2 separate regions of the Mus musculus genome follow, and region 1 is linked to region 2. Evidence: chromatin contacts called from public Hi-C data. All regions are on one chromosome and are shown on one strand. The core of a region is the stretch at or near the end of the contact, and the rest is flanking DNA. Distances in the headings are between cores, read along the strand shown. Region 1 overlaps Gm14206 (a long non-coding RNA gene). Region 2 overlaps Krt13 (keratin 13).

Region 1 (7,496 bases), core at 2,974-5,473, 180 kb before region 2:
CCCTGTCTAAAAAACAAAACAAAACAAAACAAAACAAAACGACAATGGCTTTGAACTTAAAAAAGTCTTTACTTGTATTTATGCGGATGTGTTTGTGCCTGAGTTTACCTGTGCCGTGTGTGTGTGTGTGTGTGTGTGTGTGTGTGTGTGTGTGTAGCCGCCTGCAGAGGCCGGAACATGCCAGCTCCCCTGGATCTGCCATCACAGGTGATTGTGAATCCTTTGAATTGGGTGCTAGGAACCCACCTGAGGTTCCCTGAAAGAGCTAAGCACTTATCTGGGGAGCCATCCCCCCAGTCTTGACCTTAAGCTTCTGGTCTCTACTTTCTGAGTCCTGGGGTTACAGGCAGGCCTGCACCCAGTTTATGTAGTTAAAAAAATTATTTATTAATTTATTTTATGTATATAAGTACACCATCACTGTCTTCAGACACACCAGAAGAGGGCGCCAGATCCCATTACAGATGGTTGTGAGCCACCATGTGGCTGTTGGGAATTGAACTCAGGACCTCTGGAAGAGCAGTTAGTGCTCTTAACCACTGAGCCATCTCTCCCACCCCCAGTTTATGTAGCCTTAATGACTGAACCCAGGCTGATCCTTGGGCCCAGTGCATGGTAGGCAAGCGCTCTAGCAACTCTGCTATAGTAAACTCCAAATGTTTCCACACCATTTGGTATGGCTTGTAGTAAGGTCTTGAGAAATGCCAAACACGTGTGACATAAAGAACACTGTTTAGGTGAATACCCCAGTATCTGTGTGTAAGCAGCAATCCCAGGCCTCTTAGATTTTATTCACTTCTTATTTCTAGTTGTCTCAGATTTCTTCCCAGGTATGTCCCTGGTCTCCAAGGCTCTCTAGTCAGCCGATGACATCATCCCCTCCCCCAACCCTGTGACTCAGACGTGGCAATGTGTCCTGTCATCCCATATCCTGTCTCACATGATCTGTTCTTCACCTAAGGACTGTGGTCACACGTCCTGGGCCTGAAACTCAAGGAGTCACACTTGATTCTCAAGTGGTCTTCTCTAGTGACTTAGATGTGGTATCTCCTGAATTACCTTTTGTTCTGAGGGAAAACCGACTCCAAGTTCAGTTTGGAGGCGTCCCCCCCCCATGTCTTTTCCTTTCTGTATCCCCTGGAGCTCCAGCTATAACCTGTTTAGATCAACCCAAGAAGAATTTAGAATTTCAGGGTCTAAGCAGTCATAGAACAGGCGCACTTCCAGCGGCGGCCACACGATGGCAGCACAGACCGGGTTTAGAGACGAGACCTGCTGCCTGAGTCTAGCCTTCAGCTGATAATTACTGGGGCTCCAGAGATGTGTGGCACAGTCCTCTCTTTAAGGCTGGGGGACTTTGGGGCTGGCCCAGGGGCGTCAAGCATGGGGTTGTGTGTCTGTAGACCGACCAGGAAAAGGCCTACCATGGAGTTCGATCCCGCCGACGAACATGGTGAAAAAGAACACGTACACACACGTGCACACGCACGCACTCATACACACACGCGCGTGCACACACGCACATACTATAATGAAAATGTAGGACAATTTCTTGTGGAGTGACCTGGGATAAGCTCTTTGTGCCTCTGGGGCAGCTTCCCACCCATGCAGGGAGTGGGTCGCTCCTTTGGATGATGGTTGTTTGACATTGCTGGAGTGACAAATGGCCCTGCAGCTGCCAGCATCTCGCAGCTGTTACTTCTGAGGCCCTGACGGCTCCAGCATTGATAACCTCCTACCTGAAGTTGGGAGGCAGTTATGCCACAGGGCCAGCAGGGGGTGCTGTGTTCTCTGGATCTGGCATTGGGTTCCCCAGTGGGGTTGGTTGTCTTAGTCTGAGTGGATCCTGGGAGGTTCGACTGGGATGCAGTGGGTAGTGTCTGTGGGTGTTGGCACAGTTTGCAACTGATGGTCAGAGTTCTGGGTGGCGATTGTGGGTTTACCTGTAATCATTCATTCATTTAGTGTTTAAGCACCTGTCAGTTGTCAGGCATTGCATTGGGAACAAAGCTGTTAACAGGCGCACGTCCCTTTTCATGGTTGTAGATCCAGGTGACAGGATCTGAGGGAGTTCAAGGGAAGGGGCAAGGCAACCAGGAAGGCATGGGGAGCCTGGGGTGGTGGGGCTGTATGGGAACTGAAGTGAACAAGAGATTCATAGGACTCTTCTCCTCAGACACTGTCCTGGGGCGTGTGGAGACTGCTCAGAATCTAGGACTAGCCTACCGCAGACTCTGTGTGTGTGTGTGTGTGTGTGTGTGTGTGTGTGTGTGTGTGTGTAAAGGTGTGGGTACATAGCTCCAAGTGTCAGAAGGCATCATGCCCCCTCTGTGTAGGTCATTGGGCTGTGTGGGGAAGGAGGAACACTCCGTCCCTCCCAGCAGAGACTAGATAGAAGTGCAGCGGAAAGTGAAGTAATATGTTAGAGTTCAGGTGAGTGGAGGGAAGAGACTAAAGCAAGAGAGAGAGGGGGGGGGGCACAGAAGGATGGCAAAGGATGCTCTGAGCCTCAGTTGAGTCAGGGGAAGTGTGGGGCAGTGGGGAGGGGGAAATGAGGGCCATTTCTTTCCATTATGAAGAGCAAAGCTCTCTGCTCTGGTCAGGGAAGGGGAGTGGGCGGGGGTGGGGTGTGTCATCTTATACGTCCTTCGCAGGTCAGAGAGCAGGATTTGAGGGCACTGGATCAGTGGAAACCATCTCAGGCCACTTATCAGATGGGGAAACTGTGCCAGACTGAATTCTCAGTTCTTGCTGGCACATATTGATTGATTGAATGTATATTATGAATACACTGTAGCTGTCTTCAGACACACCAGAAGAGGGCATCTGATCTCATTACAGATGGTTGTGAATCACCATGTGGTTGCCGGGATTTGAACTCAGGACCTCTGGAAGAGCAGTCGGTGCTCTTAACCCCTGAGCCATCTCTCCAGTCCTTGCTGGCACATTTTAAAATGCCGGCACAGACTCCTAGGAGCTGCTCAGGAAAATGCCCATCAGTACCGACCTCTCCTAGTACCTGCTAATGCTGAGTACTTCTGGCCCAGTCTCTCTCCCGTGAGCAGCACTGAGATCCATAGACCTCTTGCTTGACTGTGTGTTTCCATGTGTGCGGAGGTCAGAGGTCAGCCCCATCTGTTTTTCCTCAGGTGCTGCCCACCTTATTTTCTGAGGTAAGGTTACTCATTAGCCCGTGACTCATGGAGTAGGCTGGCTGGCGATCAATCTGAGGAGTCTACCTGTCTTGGCTTCCTCAGTGTTGGGATTTCAGGTGATTGCCCCACACCTGACTTTCTACATCTCCTCTACAGGGGAGAAAATGGAGGTTGAGAGATGTTAAGTGGCAAACCCAAGGCCTCATGGCTAGCAAGATTCACACCCAGAGTCTGGCTCCTAAGTGCTCTCCCAGCTGCTTGGAAGGCCACATCTGCTATAGATCGGTTGGCTAGGCAGGGTTGGGGCTGCCCTAGGGGCAGGGGTAGAGTTCTGCCTGTGTGCACCTCGAGTGCTAGAGGAGCCTGTGGTCTGGGAGGCTGCTGTCAGAGCTGCAGTCGCCGAGTGGGTGACCCTGAAGTATCCACACCTCCTGCTTCTTCCTAGAACAGTAGCTCCCCGTTACCATGGAGCTGGGACAGAACCCTTCCACCTGGTGCATTTCCCAGCTCTGGGACCTCAGTTTACCTCAGCCCCCTCTATCTCTACCTAAGCTCCTAAGCTACTCCTTCTCTGTGCCACCCTGTGTCCCTGCCACTTGGTCCCCTTGGCTTCTGTAGGCACCATTTCCCCTGTGTCTTTGCCTGGCTGATATACTCAATGGCCTGGAAACCTCTCGTGACCAGCAAGGTGAGTGGCCACGGTGCTGCCTGATGATGCTCTCCATCCACCTAAATATGCCTTATTTCCCCTTGGAGTCCTGTCTGGGTATTTCCCTCCACCAGGCAGGTACTGGGGGTGGGGAACACACTGCCCTTTTCTAGGGTTTCTCCTACATCTAGTAGAGCATCTTGCGTGGCGCTCAAGTGGTGTAGGGTGGATGATCGTAGCTGCCACCTTGACACACCTGGGAATAAAGAGCCTCAATTGAGGAGTTGCCTCCATCAGGGTGGCCTGTCTGTGCACACTTCTGTGGACCCTTAAAGGGATGTTTCACCAAGGACTGAGTTCCTAGATGCGCTTTCTGAAGTGACCACCAGGTGACAGCAGAGGCCGAGTCGGCGATCAGACTAGATGCTCCGTCTGCCGGCAGGGGGCACTACTGCCTTTCAGATGCAGAGAACCTAGGTGACCTGCTGTGGGAGCAAGGGAGGCTCAGGCCGAGGGAAGGTTGAATTTCTTTCGCCAGGCAGCCAGGTTAGAAGCCTGGGTGACCCCTGCTCGCCTCATTTGTGCAGAGGGTGGTGAGTCCTGCTTTATAGGTCCCACAGGCCGACTGTGAAGGGTGCTCTGCCTCCCAGGCGTGAAAGACGTCGCGGCGATGAACTGTGAGGCTGTGGCCCAATAAGGCTTTGGTAATGGGCACCTACATTTGAATTCCATACAACTTTCCCAAGTCATAAAAATAACCTGAGCTCAGGATGTAGCTCAGTGGTGGACCCCCTGCCCAGCATGCTAAAGGCCCCCGCGTAACAAAAACAGAAACAAATGTCCCCAAATCGGAAACCATTGTTCCTTGGATGTTTTAAGAGAATGACTGTCTGATGTTGGAGTGTTCAAGGCAGTAATCTGCATCCAGCCGGTGGAGAGCAAGGAGGAAGGAAGATCAGGACGCTGGGGGCAACACGATCGATGCCTTGTTCTCAATAAACGACAACAAAAGAAAACGCTCAAACAAAAGTTGGGCTTATTGGTAATTTCCTGTAGCTGGCAGGACTTGAGAGGCTTAACTGAAGCAGAAAGATCTCCTAAATTTGAGGCCAGCCTGAACAGTACAGAAAAAGATTCCCACCCCCTTTTAAAAGCTAAACTATCTAAAATGTAAAAAAAAAAAAAACAAAAAACAAAAAACAAAACAAAACAAAAAACCCAACCAAACAAAAAACCAAAAAACAAAAAAAACCCACTTTATTTTTATTCATTTATTTTTATGTGTGTGGATGTTTTTGCCTGCGTGTAGTCAGTGCCCATGGAGACCAGAAGAGTGTGTCAGATCCCCTGGAAGTGGCGTTACAGAGAGTTGTAAGCTGCTCTGTGGGTACTGGGAATAGAACCCGGGTCCTCTGGAAGAGGAGACGGTGCTCTTCTTGACTGCTGAGCTATCTCTCTAGCTCTGCAAAAATGATTTTTAGCTGTAGGGTGAGTTTGGCCCTATGAAGACGGAGACCAGGGCTGGCCACACTGTAGGTACTCAACTTGGCAGTGCCGAGTGTCCCAGACCCTCCAGGGAGGCCTTCTGAGCCTGCAGAGGTCAGGTTGCAGTTCTCAAAATCAGATTTTGCAGCTTCGGCTCCATTTGTGGGAATTGAACTATGAATGTTAGAGTTATGGCTGCTGGCTGCATCTCCATACCCTATGCTCTGCCTTAGCCCCTTTCCCCTCATAGGGAGGCCATTCCTTCCCTCAGGGAAGCCCTGTTTTCACCACTGAGAGAGGCCCACTCTCATCTCTTCTTAAAAATGCATAAAGCCAAAGGCACTTTCGGTTGACTATAGAGTTCATGAAGTCTTCTATTTTTAGATTGTTTTGAGATACTAGATAGCACAGGCTGGCTTTGAACTTACTATGCAGCCAAGGATGACCTTGAATTTCTCATTCTTCTGCCTCCACTTCCCAAGTTCTGGGAGGAGGAGATGTGTCCTCACGCATGGTTTTAGGTGGTGCTGGGGAGCCAACCCAGGGCTTCAGGAATGGCTGGCAGTTGGTTACCAACTGAGCTACATCACCAGCCCGAGTTCATGAGTTTTGACGAATGTTCACACCTCGGGAATTATTACTAGAGCCCAGACAGAGAACACGGTCAGGTCTTGATTTAAAAAATATAAATGAAACTCAAGCAAAATCTCTCAGAGGTAAAATGGGCGCGGTGTCCCAGTCCCAGGAGAGCCCTGGACAATTCTGTGTCAGTGTTGCTTAGGGACCTCGGTGAAGCAGGGCAGGTGGGCACTTGGTGAGGCTGTACACTGTGGTCTCTGGGATGGAAACTAACAAATGAAGTAAGAGCCGAGCTGTGGCTAGATCCCGGTCCCCGGTCCCCGGCCACTTGGCTTCAGCCCCATCCTGCTCTGCCTGTCTCCGTTTTCTGGTGTCTTCCCCCTCACCTGCTCCACTCCCAGCCACTCCAGATGCGACTGAGACTGCAGCCTCGCATCTCCTGCGTTGCTGGCCAGAAATGCAGAGTCTCAGGTTCAGCCACAGGTAGAGGCTGAGCAGCACTGGCTTGCCTTGCCTCTTCCCTGGGAGTGGTGGCTGCACTTTCTCTTCTCTGATGCTCTGAGGGCTTCTGGAAGGCAGGAGCTGAGTCTCAAGTATCTTCTCTAGGGCCTCCATCTTTCTGCCCCGGGGAGAGCCAAAGATGGATTCATAGAAGGAAGGCCAATGGGCGACTGGAGTTTTCTGGGGAGGGAAAAAGGAGCTTGTGGGAAGAAGGGGCCAGAGGCGGGTGGTTTAAACTTGTGGAGTCTAGTCCTCCATTCACTGGGATGGCTTCTGCCCAATCCACTCAAGGAGCCCCGCACGTTTACATACATTTGCATACATTTGCATAATTTTACATACACTCTACCTTCTAGACTCCTTTCCTCTTCTCTAGGTTCTCAGAGGAGCAGGTTGGATCTGGGGGCAGGGGACTGGCAGGGCCAAGGACTGGGGCACTGGGAATGTGCCTGGGCCACAGCTCTCTATCCTGGGAGATCAGCGCTTTCCTATCTGGGTGACTCTCCCAGCCCAGGGCTGGCTGGGGCAGCTTGGCTGGCACTGGGCTGGTCCCTCTTGCTGGGGTTCCACAGGGCTCCCCCTTTTCCCTGTACCCCCATTACTATGCTACACACAGCTGTTCTTGTGGTAGGATGTCTACAACAGTGAGACAAAATGTTGACCTTGAAGATATGAGAGCCTGCTGTGTGTGAATCTGGTTCCACAAAACACAAAAGCAGGAGCCATGAGCCTAGGCTGTTAGAAGTCATGGTTATGGGGCTGGAGAGATGGCTCAGAGGTTAAGAGCACCAACTGCTCTTCCAGAGGTCCTGAGTTCAATTCCTGGCAACTACGTGGTGGCTCACAACCATCTGTAATGGGATCTGATGCCCACTCCTGGGCATGTGTCTGAAGAGGACCGACATTGTACTTGCATACATAAAATAAATAAATATTAAAAAAGTCATGCCCCCACTTTGGGGGCTAGGGCCTAGAGAGAGGCACAGAGAGCTCTTGGTACCACGTACATTCTTTGTCCTCTTCATGCTAATGATATGAGTGGGTTCATTCTGAAAGTCCATTAAGTTGGACAGTGGTTCCATAAGTACTTTTCTGCACAAAAATAACAAACTACAGAGGCTGGAGAG
Region 2 (7,512 bases), core at 3,645-6,144:
TACGTCAAGGCTCTGGAAGGTGGCAGGGTCACTCCATCAGAGGGCCAGGAAACGCCTGTCCTCTGTTGAGCTCTGCTCATGGCTGCTTCTCTCCTCTCTTCCAGGATGACCGGCTTCAACTCCGGAGGTAAGGAGGCAGCTCAATTTGAGCTGCTGCTGAGCTTGGGTGGAGGTGGGCTGAGAGGAAGGTAGTCCTGGTTCCTAAGTACAAGGATAGAGGAAGTTGGGTGAAAACAGTTCCTCGATTTTGCTTTCAAAATAGGTGTCTCTGCCCCACAGAGCCATGGGGTTGTCAGGGAGAAAGCCACTGTTGGGAACAATGATAGCATCCCCACCCACATACCTCTTGACTACCCAGGAGCGTGTGAGCCTTCCAGGGGTCTTGGCTCAGCCTGAGATGGAGGTTTCTCCAGCCTAAGCACCTTGTTTTCTCTCTGTCTCAGGAAATAACACTACTACCTCCAACGGGTCCCCCTCCTCCAATTCCGGTCGCCCAGATTTCCGAAAGTATTAACTCAGCCTGGCGTCCCTTCCCTGGCCTTCAGCAGCCACAGGAGGAGAGCTGATGTCGCCTGTAGGATGAGAGGACTGCAGGATGTGATGCCCAGTCCCATTGTCCCCCCCAGGACCCATGGCTCTGACAAGCCCTGAGGGTGGGCCCTTCCCCATCTCTTCTGATTGGAATCTTTCTTCTCCCTACCCCATTCTCTCTATTCTTTGGCTTCTCAGTGTCTCTACAACAAAGAATAGATGATTCAATAAAGTTTCTTGATTTTCTGCAAATGTTTTTGTTTCTGGCCTGGTTTCTGAGGGTGGCCTCTGCTGAGGCCTGATTTGGGTTACGGGCGAGGTTGGCATAGTTGTGCTGAGCTGAACTCAGACACTGATGGGACCAGGGGCTTCTCATGTGAGAAGGATATGAGGCACATCGGCCACTGAGTACACTGGCACAATGATGGCAGACAGGGAAACCCACATTGGTACCCATGTGTTCATATGCATCAGATATGGGCAAATGGGACTCACCAGATAGAAAGCAGGGGCCAGTGAGTTAGTTCAGTATCCCTCCCTGTAGGATGGCCAGAAGTGGAGGCTGGGGTCATCTGTAGACATAGGGTGGGGAAATATGGAGGGCGGGTGTAGAGCAGGCTTCCTGGGCCATTCAAAAGGGGGAGGGATCTTGGGGAAATAGTGGCCAGAACAGGTATCCCTGCCCCAACCTGCTGCCTTCCAGGCTGATGACTCCGTTTTGGCCTGAGATAGCCTTCCTTTCTGTTTTCCTTGGCACATCCCAAGGTCTGACAACTCTAAACTTCCCAGTGGACCAACCCATAATTCACTCAGCACCTCAGCCTGTGCTGGCCTCTGGCTGCCCTGTCTCTCTCTGATGCCCTAGCTCTCTTCTGCCTCTCTGGAGCTCTGGCCCAGAGACACAGCCTCCTCTGGCTGTGCTCATCCTGCACAAGGTGACTGCACAAATGGTTTCTTTCTGCTGTTTACTCGTGGATGCTCTTGGACCATCCTGGACATGTGTGTGAGCTCAAATTCCTCACCTCTCCATCTGCCTCCCCAGCTTCAGATTCACCTTCCCCACTGTGCATAGGACACCCCTTTCTAAACTAAAGATCTACAGGGGCCACCCTCTCAGATTGCTTCTTCCTTTTCCTACTCTCAGGGACCCGGAGAGCCAAGGTAGCTCTGACTCTGATTATGTTTATCTCTGTCTCTGTCTATACTTATCCCTGTCTATCTTTGTCTCTTTTTATCTGTCTTTGTCTCTCTTTATCTCTGTCTGTCTTTATATCTCTCTGTCTCTGTTTCTCTCTCGATCTCTCTTTCTATTCTCCTCTTCCATAAGTCCTTTCATGGACTGCGTTTTTAGCTCCAATGTCTTCCCTGATTCTAACTCTCATGACATGCTATTATAACAGCGTCACTGGTTGCTCTGCCTCCAGTTTGACCTTGCCCCTCACTCAAGCTGGAGTATGGCCACCAAAGAAAGGCAGGATTTTTTGTAGACCCACAGGTCAGATGTTCTGACCTCTTCCTTGCTCCTTCCAGTCCTAGCTCCTATAAGAGCCTCTCCAGTGAAGCCCAAGGTCTTTCTATTTCAAAATGCTCTTGTGAAGCAGGCGTGTGTTTGGACAGCTGCAGAGCCGTATTCTACAGGAGAACTCAGTCAGACCCCCTCCTCGTTCTCTCCAGAGCAGGGCTCTGTTCTTTTTTTTTTTTTTTTTAATTTATTTTTCACATCTCTGTTCTATAGGCTCTCCTTAAAATGCAGATTGAAATGGTAACCCTTCTCCATGACACATGGCTGGTGTGGCATGTTCCTGGGTGTTCCCAAGAATGTACTCCTCTACATTCATGTTGACAGCATGGTCCTACGCATAGTGAGTTGGCCAGATGCTGCTTGTATTCTAATGCTAATAGCATTTCCTCCAGACCTGATTGTCCCAGAGATGAGAGAGTCCTGCACATCGACACTATGTGAAGATGCCCCCAAGTTATTTCTGATAGATAAAGAAAGGCCAATAGCTGGGCAAAGAGACATTGGTAGGATTTAGGGTTCCAGAATTTGGGGGTTGAAGGAAAACCACAAGAGAGTGAGAATAGAGGAGGAAAAAGAAGCAGCCATGGGTTAGGTGAGTCATGAAAACAAGGTCCTGAGGGCTGGCCAATTGGAGTTTAGAGCAGCCTAGATAAAACATAATAAGTGATAACTTGGACCTACCTATAGGAAAGTAGAGTCTAATAACTTAGAGGGTGGGTATCTGCCCAACTCTTGCACTGTTTAAGGCTTGTTATAAATAAAAAGGTTGTGTGGGTCTTTATATATGTCAAAGGCAGGGTGGAAACCCTGGGTTGGGATTAAATATTACTACATCAGGGCTGTGTCTTTTCATCTCGGGGAGGGTTTAGCTAAATGCTTGTTGAAGGAAGAGAGGAATGAATGAACTGGGGACCTGCCTCTGAGATAACATTTGGATTTGGTCACAGAATTTTTGGCCAGAGGGCCAGAGGGCCAGAGGGCCAGAGGGCCAGAGGGCCAGAGGGTCAGAGGGTCTCTGACACCCTTGACACCTGTCCCCTTTCTCTGGTCTTCCCCTCTCCTTCTTGACTCTCCTCTGAGTTCCCCACCTCACCCTGGTATAACTTATACTCTTCTCACTTGCAGGCCACACGCACCTGGCTTAGGCACACAGGACTCACTTGGGCATGCCTGAGCTAGCTGAAGCAGAGACAGCATCTAGTCTCTATTTATTCCAGAGCCCTTTCTGTTCTCCACTGTAGAAGGAGGTAGGGGCTCAGGTCAAGTTCCCCGTCTGGAACTCTGCCAGGAGCTAAAAGCATTACAGAAAACCAGGCCATGCCCTTTGCTCCCAAGCGTTTTTGGTTTTGGGTTGAGGCTGTAGCTTCCTGTGGAGTGTGACTGCATTCTGACACTGGATTGATTCTGGAGAAAGAACCTCCATCTTTAAAAGCATTCTCAGACAGACAGGAACTAGGTAAGAGCACTTCCTCTCCTGCTAATGGCTACCTCCCCCGTAGGTTATTAAAGCTGAGGACTCAGAACAATCTGACACGCGGTTACTAAGAGCTCACCAAGTAATGCTTCTGGTCATGGCCTTTCTGGTTCTGTGACTTTCTTTGAGGTAGAAACAGTTTTGGGGTCACCCACATCCTCATACCTACTGTATATACAGGACCTGAAAGATGAATTAGATGGAGAGTGGAGGGACAATGGAAGATGGAAACTGTAGCAAACATACAATACCAAGGGCAGGAAAGAATGGGGCCCTTACCCCAGTCAAGGATAGGAGTTTTCAAAGCTGAGCACCCCGGCTTGTTTTGATCCCCAAGACCAAAACTTCCTTCCAGTCTTGGTATTGACATGCTCAGTAGAATATGAGGGAGACTCATTTATGTGGATCAATGACAGAAGCTGGACCCCTAAGTCTGGAGGGGACTCTCTATGGCCTGGGAGCTTTTCACCTAGATCCCAGGAAGAACTGTGAGAAGCCCTAACTCTGTGGCCCCGTCAGGTATTTCAGGGAAGTTGGGAGGGACAAGTCAGGGGCAGTGTTTCTGTCAGGCCAGCCAACAGCCTTTCTGAGCTGGGAAGAAGGCTGACCCAGGCCTCTAGTCTAGGAAGTAGAAGGGGTGGGGTGGAGATCCTGTCTTTCTGCCTTGGACTCCATCTGTCAGTTTAGTCACCTGGTGGGGTGACACTTGAGGGAGGAAAGAACTGCTGGGTCAACACTGCCCCTCCCTAGGGGGTTGTCCTAGGCGCTCAGGTCACCGCAGGCTCAGTGGCTGTTTCCCAGAGCTGCAATAGTGAGCAAACAACCATGACCCAGTGGTGCCTGACTCACATCTGTGTCAGACCGTGAATGAGTGTGCGTCAGGCAGGAGACCCTAAGATAAAGGGTTACAACCAGACCGAAAAGGCCAGCACACTGCACAGTGTGTGCTCTCCCCAGCCCTCAGCTTTATGTTACTTCATCCCAAGAGAGGTCACCGTCATGTGCGCTTTATACACGGGAAAATCAAGTTAGATCCTCCAAAGGGAGCAGACTAGTTCACAGGGTGGGAGCCACTGTTCCAAAATACTTCCTGAGGAGCTGGTTGGTACTTTGTCAGGGGTCACGTGTTCACCTCCAGGAATGTGGAGAGGAACAAGACTCCCAGATCTCAGTGCTCATGGGACAAAAGAGCCAACCAGGGTACATTCCTGGGATGTCCAGGAGCCACTAGGTCAGTTTCCCAGGTGGGCACGGGTGGGTTGGCAGGAAAGCCTGACACATGGCAGGTGAGCTACCATGGTGATTCAATGCTGCGATTCTCAAGAAGCGTCTGGCTTCTCACCTTGAGCAAAAGGTACCTCCCTATCCCCAAGGCTCCACCCTTCCTTAATGGACCAGTACATGTCTGCCCATCCTGTGGGGCTGTCTGTCCTGCCTTGGCCCTGCAGAGGGCAGACTCATGTCAGAAAGCAGACCAGGGTCCCTGGCCACCAGTTGGGATCCAAGGTAGTAGAGGGACAGGACCTTAGATTTAGTCCTAACAGGAGGTTCTGTCTGTCTGTCCCCAGCACTGGGTGTGACAGCAAGGCATTTGAGAAGCAAGGTGAGGCTGAGGGCGGAGTTCCATGACAAGACTTCTCTGGTACTTAGCTCATCTATTTCGGGTGGCAGCTTTGACCACCCATTGGGGGTATGAGACTTCCCTAACCTTCCTGGAAGGGGAATCCAACTGTTCCTCGCTAGGGAAGCCTGCAGCAAGGCTCAGGAGAGATGGCATTGCAAGGTTGTAATCAATAGGGCCTGATGATGTATTGTCCCAGAATCCCCCATGCCCCTATTGCAACCCATTTCCTCTTCCCATTTTTGGGTTCTTGTATCTCAGGGAACCTATGTGCTTTTGGAAGGTACCCTCCGGGCTGTTGGTGTTTTGGGTAGAGCAGGGTACACGAGCTATGTTCCTTTGAGCAGCTCTTTGGGGACTCTGGGAGAGCTGGGTGCACTGTGTCCCTACATGGAGTTTGGGAGGGTGATACAGGTGGCTGGTTGGCTGCTGAGACTCTTTCAGGCACCTGTTGGGGATGGGCTTTTGGGAAAGCTGGCGGGTGTCTGGCACACATTCTCTGGCCAACTTTCACGATCGCTCGTAACAGCCCTGTGGCTGCTTTCATCTGAGCATCTCAGAGAAGCTTGAAAGTCAAATCTGCAGAATGCAGGATAGTTAATGACAGCCTGGAGTCCCGGGCCTGGCCACAGACTGGCTGTTGTTACCAGGAGGGGTGTTGTTATGTGGACTGCACAGCATCTGTAAATGCTGACCGCTGAGCCAATCAAATGGGGTGTTTTTTGGGGGGGGGATTTGCTTTGTGGTTCAATGAAGTGATACTTGAAAGGAGTGGACTCGGACACTGAAGTCCCTGTCCCAGTATGCCTGACAGGGCATCTCCCATAAACCACAGGTTCTCAAACACGCTGGGGAGAAAAAGCAATGCTGTGGAATTCTTAGACCATAAAAGCCGAGTGAGAGGGGGTAAGGACTCGGTACCTCTGAGCAGAGGCTCATGTTCTCCAGATGGGAGCTGCTGGCAAGCATGGTTGTGCAGGAAGAGCTGGCCCTTGGGCCCTGAAATATGGAGGCAGAGCATGGCCACAAGAGGACTGGAGAGGTATGGCTTTCCCCTGGGCCCAGTGGCTCCCTGGACACTCACTATGGCAAGACACATGGCTCATTCTGAGCAGACTTCCAAAGCCTGGGGCAATAACCAAAATCTCTCTCAGGGGAGAGGACTTTTATTTTGTTTTTGTATTTTGAGAGAGATGATATTCTAGAGCATTTTGGGCTTAGTAAGGAGGGGATTTCAAGACCTAGGCAGGGTAAGGTAGATCCAATGGGAATTAAAAAACCCTATCAGGGTCCTGGAGAGTGGAACCCCTAGAGTTTTGAAAGGAATCACTGTCCAAGGCTACTGTCATTCTTCATCAGCTCTCCTGAAGATCACCCCCTCCTGCCCCCCACTGAAGGGCAGTCAGGGATCGGGTGGGTGATCTCCTTGGCCAGCTGATATGTGTTCAGACAATCCTGAGTCCAGTGAGGCGTAGTGGCTATGGAGATAGGCAGAAGTTTGGGAACCTGAGGGATTGGAAATGGAGCAGAGGAGACTTGAGAATCCCGCCCAGGCTGAGTCACCCAGTGGAAGGATCAGGGTAGAATGTCACTGATATAGTGGCATGACAACTTAGCCCCCAGACCTCTGAGTACTGCTTATGGAGGGTGGAAGGCCTACACAGCAGCTACTGAGACGGGACATAAAGGAATCAAATGTCATGGTTTTCCAAGGGAAGTCTAATTGACCTGTCCCCCGTATCAGCCAATTTCATGGTGTCAGGGAGGCAAGGGACAGTAGCATCATGCTTGGCCAAAGCCCTTAAATAGTGATATATCCTTACTGAAGATTTCCGTGCAGAACCCAGGCTGCTCAGCTGGATTGGTTTTGCAGATAGACAATAACATTTTACTATAATCATATTCCAAATATTGAGAATATTTTTGCTCACTGAATCTGGTAAGTCAGTTTTTCCTAGATCCATGAATGGCCCTGAGTCTTTCACCATCAGGGCCCAGTGAGACATTTCCTGGATCCTTTTGGAAAATTAAATGAATGATTAGAAATGTCTCTATTATGAGTATTTCTACTTCTCACCATGCTTTCTTCAACGCTGTGTACCAGTTCCTGCATATTAGTACTAGCATCTGACATCAGCTGGTAACACATTTGGCAGGAGCTTTGGACATGGTTGTTTAAAGGAGAATATATAGTAACCAGGCTTCTCAGGAGGAGGGGCCAGATATCCCGGGTGTTTCACGTTTGAACGGATTTCTTGTTATATGGAAAGATTTCTTGTTATATGGTGTGGGGGAGGTGGGTGGGGTCCCAGGTGAGGTCTGAAGAAGTTAGGAAGCAGAACCACTTTTCAGGTGTCTTCTGTG

Evidence for each region. Hi-C and Micro-C count contacts between places; a contact is called where the count stands out from the background.
Region 1: a contact with region 2 is called in a Hi-C map of pancreatic cancer cells, with 2.2 times the contacts expected there. The contact joins two enhancer-like sites. A contact is called at or near these places in 2 of 484 Hi-C or Micro-C datasets (embryonic stem cells and pancreatic cancer cells), 7 of 115 datasets of contacts at active chromatin or transcription factors (embryonic fibroblasts, embryonic stem cells, extraembryonic endoderm stem cells and 1 more) and 3 of 9 other capture datasets (adipose tissue, liver and pancreatic islet).

The regions. Positions count from the first base shown.
Region 1 is chr11:100,292,253-100,299,748 of GRCm38.p6, reverse strand. All of the region lies in intron 1 of Gm14206 (a long non-coding RNA gene), which reads left to right. Among named protein-coding and RNA genes, the nearest start is that of Gm14206, 4.9 kb to the left of the region's middle. Within about 2 kb of position 4,223, at least 19 of the 459 cell types and tissues checked have an H3K27ac peak or open chromatin away from gene starts, as enhancers often do. A contact at or near this core is called in pancreatic cancer cells, where this site is marked.
Region 2 is chr11:100,110,598-100,118,109 of GRCm38.p6, reverse strand. Krt13 (keratin 13) reads left to right here. Exons shown (of 8, transcript NM_010662.2): 7 at 105-127; 8 at 444-783. The coding sequence ends at 514. Among named protein-coding and RNA genes, the nearest start is that of Krt13, 7.2 kb to the left of the region's middle. Within about 2 kb of position 4,894, at least 44 of the 459 cell types and tissues checked have an H3K27ac peak or open chromatin away from gene starts, as enhancers often do. A contact at or near this core is called in pancreatic cancer cells, where this site is marked.